2 separate regions of the Macaca mulatta genome follow, and region 2 is linked to region 1. The links are chromatin contacts, called in public Hi-C maps. All regions are on one chromosome and are shown on one strand. The core of a region is the stretch at or near the end of the contact, and the rest is flanking DNA. Distances in the headings are between cores, read along the strand shown. Region 1 has its middle 78 kb from the start of ARHGAP29. Region 2 holds the start of ARHGAP29 (Rho GTPase activating protein 29).

Region 1 (3,482 bases), core at 18-2,517:
CGGCTGGATCAGAGTCCAGTCATTTTAGGACGGTTTTGCCAGTTAAGAACTATGTCTGAGCTCTGTGGTGATTTTCATGGACTTTCCAATGAGTTCCACTAGCAAAGCTGGAAGCTCCAACGATATGCCATCATTCTCTTCCCCAGATCACTACATTCCCCCAAACAGCCTTTTGGTTCTGTTTACCCTCATTTTTAACTTTGAAAGGAAATCTAGCAATAAAAATTCTATTTTGCTCTGAGTGGTACATTCACTGACAAGCAATTTTCTCCATGCTTTAAAAATTGGAGTGACATTTTGAGCAAACTCACTGTCTCAGAAAATGTCTTCACGACATGGTGCTGACTTAGGAATCCCATCAAATGCACAGACTCATCAATTTTCTTTACATTAGTTTCAGAGGAGAATCTTAATTTTCTAAAACTACAATCCATGACTTCTAAAAATCTCTTGTCATTATCACATTGTGAGGTGAGGGAATTCGATATTAAATATATACCACTTTGCATTAATTCCAGGGTGTAAAGAGTTAAAGGGAACACACAAACCCAGGGTTACTGTTTTGTTTCATTTTGCTCTTACAGGATGGATCCTTCCTTTTCCTCTTAGTGCCTGGGGCTGGGGAATGAAGTGTCCTCTGCCTGAGGAGGTGGAGTGGAGGCCTTGGTTTTAAGACCAGGGTTCTGATTACACCTGACAGGGCCGAAACTTGATGCCCGCAGAGCTTACGGGTATCTTATCTTCTTCCACCAGCCAGGATCACAGCAGGAATGTAACAGAAGTTGTCACCGATTCAGTTTGTATACGCTTAGTATGTAAACAAAAAAGCAAAAACAAAATTCTTTTTTGTTCTCCTCGAAATTAGCTCCAGGGTGAGTTCTTTCCATCTGTTAAAAAATATTGGTCAACCCCGAGAGTTTTGTTCTCAAGGCTAAATCTTAATGCTCCTGCAGAGAGTCTCATAGTTGAAGAATAATCACATTTAATAAAAAGTCTGCCTCAGAGAAAGATTCACAGGACCTGAGCCATGGCAGTGATTTTGTGGTATTTGGATTCGTGTCTATAAAAATATTTGTACACCAGATGGTGGATTGTTCAACGCATTCATCCCAAACCAAAAGATTTTTTTTTTTTAAACTCACACACACCAAACACTGTGGAGGTTGTGGGGGGTCATTAATTTTTGTCCCAGTCATGCTGCATGAGTAATGGTAAAGGCAACAGCTAAAACAATAAGATTACTGTGTTGAATTCTTAATGCATTGTCAGGTATAAAGACTTCAAGTAGTGCTAAAAATATTTTCTCCCTCTGAACAACACATACCTTACATACAACTCACTTTGACAGTTTACCAAGTGTACATATTTTCTAAAGCAAAATCATCCTGCTGATGGAGGAGGCTATATGGGGTGACCTACACAAGACTGGATTGGGAAGCATCCAAATCAAACATGAAGCCAACAGCCTAGGGCCCCAGTGATTCATCCAACATGACTTTTTCTCTGCAGGTTGATTTCATTTTTAACAGTCAATTCTCAACTAACTACTCTAATGGGTGGGGAGGTATACATGACAAAATCAAAACAGGATAACAGAAAACTAACTATGCAGTGTCTAATGTTGGTGGGAGGGTTGTCATCTATGCCCCACACCATGGCCACTCCATGGATCTTGGGTGTTCATTTGTTGTTATGTTACAGCAAACGTGGACTATTTCCTGAAGGAAATCTGGTCCCTCCCCGTGGGTACACTGTAGTCTGCCTCCTTGAGGACGTAGGTCTATACAAGTACCTGGCTGGTTAGGAACCTTCACTTTCACAAGTGGATGCCAAGTTCTTAGGTGGAGATCCGCATCTAATCAGAAGTATAGAGTTTCAGCTGTTGGGTACCTGCCAGACAATTTATCCTTGACTTCTCTGCTGCTTAATTCATATGGAAGTTTGATTGGAGAAAACAACATTTAGGGAGAGATGCAGGCCATCTTTTCTTTTCTTTTCTTTTTTCTTTTCTTTTCTTTTCCTTCCTTCCTTCTTTCTTTTCTTCTTTCTCCCTTCCCTTCCCTTCCTTTTCCTTTCCTTTTTCTTTTCTTTCTTTCTTTTTTTTTTTTTTTTTGAGATGGAATCTCGTTCTGTCTCCCAGGCTAGAGTGCAGTGGCGGTGATCACAGCTCACTGCAGCCTTGACCTCTTGGGTTCAAGCAATCCTCCCGCCTCAGCCTCCTGAGTAGTTGAGACTGCAGGCATAAGCCACCACGCCCAGCTAATTTTTACGTTTTTTATAGAGAGAGGGTCTCCCTATGTTGCCCAGGCTGGTTTTAAATTCCCAAGTTCAAGCAAGCCTCCCACCTTGGCCTCCCAAAGTGCTAGCATTACAAATGTAAGCCACCACACTTGGTCTTCTTTTAGGTAGTTTAGATATTTTAAACTTTATCTGTGGATCAAGTCAGATAATAAAAGAACTTCATTTCTGAACTGCATTATGTCATTACCTCGGATAACTGAATTTTAAAGGACTTCACTTTGTCGTTAGGCCCTAAGTTGAAGGCTCCTTCAGTGATACCATAAGAAACGGCTATTGGAAACTCATCTGCTTTAAGTGTCATTCATGACATCAGTGTCCCTTTTGAGGCCATATGTAAGAAACATCTTTCAGGTCTTAAGGCTCCTGAGCCCCTGATATGTATGCTATAAAACATCATGAATTCTGTAACTGGTCTGTTTTCTTCATTGCTCAGAGCCAAATTTGTGATCCCCCTCCAGAAACTACCTGAGTCTTTATGGTTGGAATTTCCCTGTCTTGAGTGGTTTTATTTCTTGTTTCACTTTACTGCGCTGCTTGCATTTTTCTCTTTGCTCTAATTATTTTCTTTTGTTTCAATCGTATTGCATGATTTTTATGTTACCTAAAATGCATGTCAAATGAGGTGGCAATTTGAAATCGTTAAATCATCCTTATGGCATTTCCTGAGCAAATAGCAATAAAAATATACCTTTGGAGTGTCAGGGAGGAAAAATTTCTCACCCATCTCTGGGTTCATGGCTGAGGCATTTGTAACAAAAGACAGATTAACAAAAGAAAAGCATATAAATTTATTTCGTATGTAAGTTTTATATGGCATAGCTTCAGAAATGAAGATCCAAAGAGACAGAGAAACCTGTGGGTTTTATGCTAAGTTTGATGAATAAGTGGAGGATTGTGGAGATGATTAGACAAAAGCTGTATGATCTAATGCTAATAAACTGGGGGGAACTTAGCAAGGCTTGTTTGTTCAGATTCTTCTCTATGTCTCTGTGTCTTCAAAGATGGGGTGTTTCTTCCCCCTGGCTACAGGTTGGGCACCTCTGGAAAGAACGTTTTATGACCAGCTTCTAAGAGAAGGGCAAGGGGAAGGTGAGAGCCACCTTCCTGCCTCTAGGGTTTTCTGAAGTGCCAGCGTGCCATATTTTGGGGTAGTGTGTCCTAAGCCTTCCCTACAAGGGGAT
Region 2 (3,541 bases), core at 368-2,867, 78 kb after region 1:
ATGCCTTTGATTTCTTGTTTGTGTGTCTGTTAGTCCTTATCCTCCAAAACCATGATCACAAGCCACTTTAATGAAGAAACATTTAAAGGTAAAAAACCTAGTTGGCTTATAAGGATGATTCAGGGCACATGCTGAGTCAGTGTTAGAGGATGTGGTGGAGATATTGCCCTTTATTTTTTAGTTTCTTTGCCAAACACAGCCACTTGTCCCACATAGCAGATGTTTGACATTCACTCTTTCTCAGTTAATAATCATATTTACTTATAAAAATGACCCAGGTGTGGTGGCTCGCACCTCTAATCCCAGCACTTTGGGAGGATGAGGCAGGAGGATCCCTTGAGGCCAGGAGTTTGAGACGCCTGGGCAACACAGCAGACTCCATCTCTATGAAACATAAAAATAAAAGTAGCTGGGTGTGGTGATACGAGCCTGTAGTCCCAGCTACTCAGGAGGCTGAGGTGGGAGTATTCCTTCAGTCCAGGAGTTCCAGGCTTCAGTGAGCTATGACTGTGCCACTGCACTCCAGCCTGAGCACAGAGAAAGGCCCTGTCTCTCTCTAAAAACAAAGCAAAAACAAAAACTACCATCTTCCTTTGAGAATGTTTTCAAATATATTTCTCCTAACGAAGAAGGGTGAAGAATATGACAGATATGTAATCTTTTTGAAAAATATTTAAAGGGAAGATGACTTAAGTGATTTTTCCAAACTCCCTTTCCATAATTTTACCCATTAATCAGCTAATATTCAGGGAGTGCTTATGTGTCAGCACAGTTTGAAAGGTATTCTTAGTAGAGTTGGTAAGTGTTACTAACATATATTATATATAAATTCAGTGTTTTGTTTTCCTCCAAACATGATATGATGTGTGATCCAACATCTAGATAAATGCTTTATTTTGGTTGTGCCTTCCCCCACCGTGTTGAACAGTCCCATGACTCAAGGAGCACCTAATGGTAAGAAGCAGGTGGCGTGGTTAGGGACGTGCAATCAACTAGCATCTACTGAGCACCTGCCATGTGCCGCGGACTGTATAATAGCTGATGTTTTGAGTAATTTATTTAGTTTGCTGAAAGTGACAATCAGTTGAAGACAGAAAAGAGTGGGGGAAGTTTTAAAGTTAAGCACAAAATGTACTTTTGTTTTGAATGGGAGAAGAAGGGTGGAGGAAGACGGCCGACAAAACAAGTTGAAGACCTGAGTCCTGACTGGAAGGAGTTCAAAATGTCCACCTGAGAAATGTCTAATTTAACAAGGACAGAGAACCTGCTCCCTGCAGGAGGGTACAAAAGGTGACTTTTCCTCTAAGTCGCTCCGCCTGCCCCGCTGCAAGTCAAAAGGGCGGCCGAATGAGTAAGTGGTACAAGAATGAAAATTCTTTAGGGTAACTTTAGGCGGCCCGGGATGCTGGGACAATTTCAGGCCGGGCACAGCTGACCGCTGCCTTCAGCGCGCGAGCTACAGCCGCCCCCACCTGCCGCGGTCGCAGACCCCGCCCCCGGGAGCGCAGACCAGGCCAATGGGCTGGGCTCCAGGGGGCGGGGCGGGCGGCCGGCGCGGCTGTGGGGGTTGCTGCAGGGGCGGCCGCCGCTGTGGTGGTGGTGGTGGTGGTGGTGTCTGCGGCTGCGGCTGCGGCTGCGGCTTGGCCGGGCGTCCGCGGGCCGTGGGGGATGGGGGCGGCGAGCTCCAGCCCTCGGCGGTGGAGGCGGCCGTAGGTGTGGGGCGGGCGTCCGCGTCCGGGACGCGGGATGGAGCGCCGTGGTGAGTGTGGGGAGGTGGCGCTCACTTCGGCCGCGGCGGTAGTGGCTCCTGGCTGTAGTCCGCGCGGGCGCCGGCGAGTTGCCGTCCAGGGTCCGGCCGGGGCTACGGGCGCGCCCGGCGAGGCAGGCGCGGATGAGCGGGAGGACGCGGGCGGGCGCTGCTGGTACGCCGCGGACCCCGGGTGCGCGCGTTCCGAGTTGGGCAGCCGGCGGGCAGCTGGGGAGAAGCTGGCCGGGTGGACTTTCCTCCCCTTCCAGGACCCCCCGAGCGTGTCTCAGCCCCGCTAGCCACCCGCCCTCATCGCCTCACTGCGGAATTCACGGGCTTCTTTACCCTTCCCCCATTGGTTTCCTTCACGGGGTCTTCAAGTCCGTCTTTCTCACTTGGGATCCTTTTTGGAAGTTTGGTGACGTTTTCTGAAATTTCAGTCTGACATATGTAAAGGCCGAGTAAAACAACAGACATTTCATGTTCCATATTTACTTTTTCTTATCGCACTTCACCTCACCTAGGCCCTGGCTATTAGGGGAGGGAGATCTAAGGTTGTAAAACACCGTTTTGCGCATTCTCACTGTGTGCCCCTTCTGGAGCGTCTCTGTCGTTCCCTCCCACCCTACTCCTCCCGTTCTCGCTCCCCGCTCATTACTGCCCTTCCACCTTTTCCCAGCCATGGCTCTAGGGCAAGTCGTGTGCTCTGCAAAATCGGAAGGGACAAGCTGGGAGATTGCAGCTACCACCTGGAGAGCGGATCCCGGTGCGTTTGTTTCCCTAGGTGTCCCAGGACCGGGTCTGTGATAGAAACTTGGTGTTCCGGGGGAAGGTCTTCCCTTGGTTTAAACAGAGCAGTCAAGGACGTTCCTCCCTTGTCTTTCAGCCCCTCTGATAGGTCCAGAGTTTATTTCACCTTTTCACCACCACCACCCCTCTTTAAAGAGCGAGGGTGGCGTTCCATATTGTGTTTTTTGGATCTTTGACATTCTCTATTTTCTAAAGATGGATCTTTTTTGGGCAAGGGGTGGAGGGGTTAGGGGGGAGGGGAATGTTAGGAGGTGTTTTATGAAAGTTCCAAGTAGCTTTTTGTTCTACATTTACCTTTTTCTTTATTATTCTTTGGGAATTAGCTTCACTTCCTCCTCATTCAGTTTGGGAGAGGAGATTCCTTTTTCAAGAAAAATACTTCAAAATTAGATATGAAAGTGAATATTCAGAATGAGTGAATCACGACAAAATTATGGGAGTCTTGGAGATTAGGTCCCTTTCTGTAGTGATTTCTTTACACAGTTTGCCAGACATGCCATTTCAAAATGCCTCCTTGTTACAGGAACTGTGTAAGTGAGCAACCCTGATGCTTAAGCTTCATGAGCTGTACGGTATATACAGTTCTTGTCTCATGATTCTGAGAAGAGTTTAAGAGTGAACTTGAAGAAAATAGAATAGGCCTGAGTAGAAAATGTTTCAGTCCCCCCAAAAATAGAACTTTGGCTGAGATGTGGAAAAGCGCTGCTCAAGAATGCATAGTGGTTGGTCATTACTGCTCCCCTCACCTCCTTAAAATAGAATATCCACCTCAGTTGTAAGCACCTTCACTTCCTCGCCTTTTAAGACTCTTGACCTAGGAACATGAGCTTTTATATTTTATAGCCACTGCTCTTGGTCCCGGGGGTTAGCACCACATTGAACAAACTTCATGCCCAGAGGTTACCCTAAAGAATTTTCATTCTTGTGCCACTTACTCATTCAGCATTCACTAAGAAAATTTAGTCTGATCCCATTTTGTGGTAG

Evidence for each region. Hi-C and Micro-C count contacts between places; a contact is called where the count stands out from the background.
Region 2: a contact with region 1 is called in a Hi-C map of fibroblasts, with 2.8 times the contacts expected there. The contact joins the promoter of ARHGAP29 here to the enhancer-like site in region 1. A contact is called at or near these places in 4 of 14 Hi-C or Micro-C datasets (blood, cortical neurons, fibroblasts and 1 more).

Annotation. Positions count from the first base shown.
Region 1 is chr1:145,975,069-145,978,550 of T2T-MMU8v2.0, forward strand. No RefSeq gene overlaps it. Among named protein-coding and RNA genes, the nearest start is that of ARHGAP29, 78 kb to the right of the region's middle. Within about 2 kb of position 1,268, at least 3 of the 40 cell types and tissues checked have an H3K27ac peak or open chromatin away from gene starts, as enhancers often do.
Region 2 is chr1:146,053,154-146,056,694 of T2T-MMU8v2.0, forward strand. It overlaps ARHGAP29 (Rho GTPase activating protein 29), which reads left to right and starts at 1,618. Exons shown (of 24, transcript XM_077952829.1): 1 at 1,618-1,759.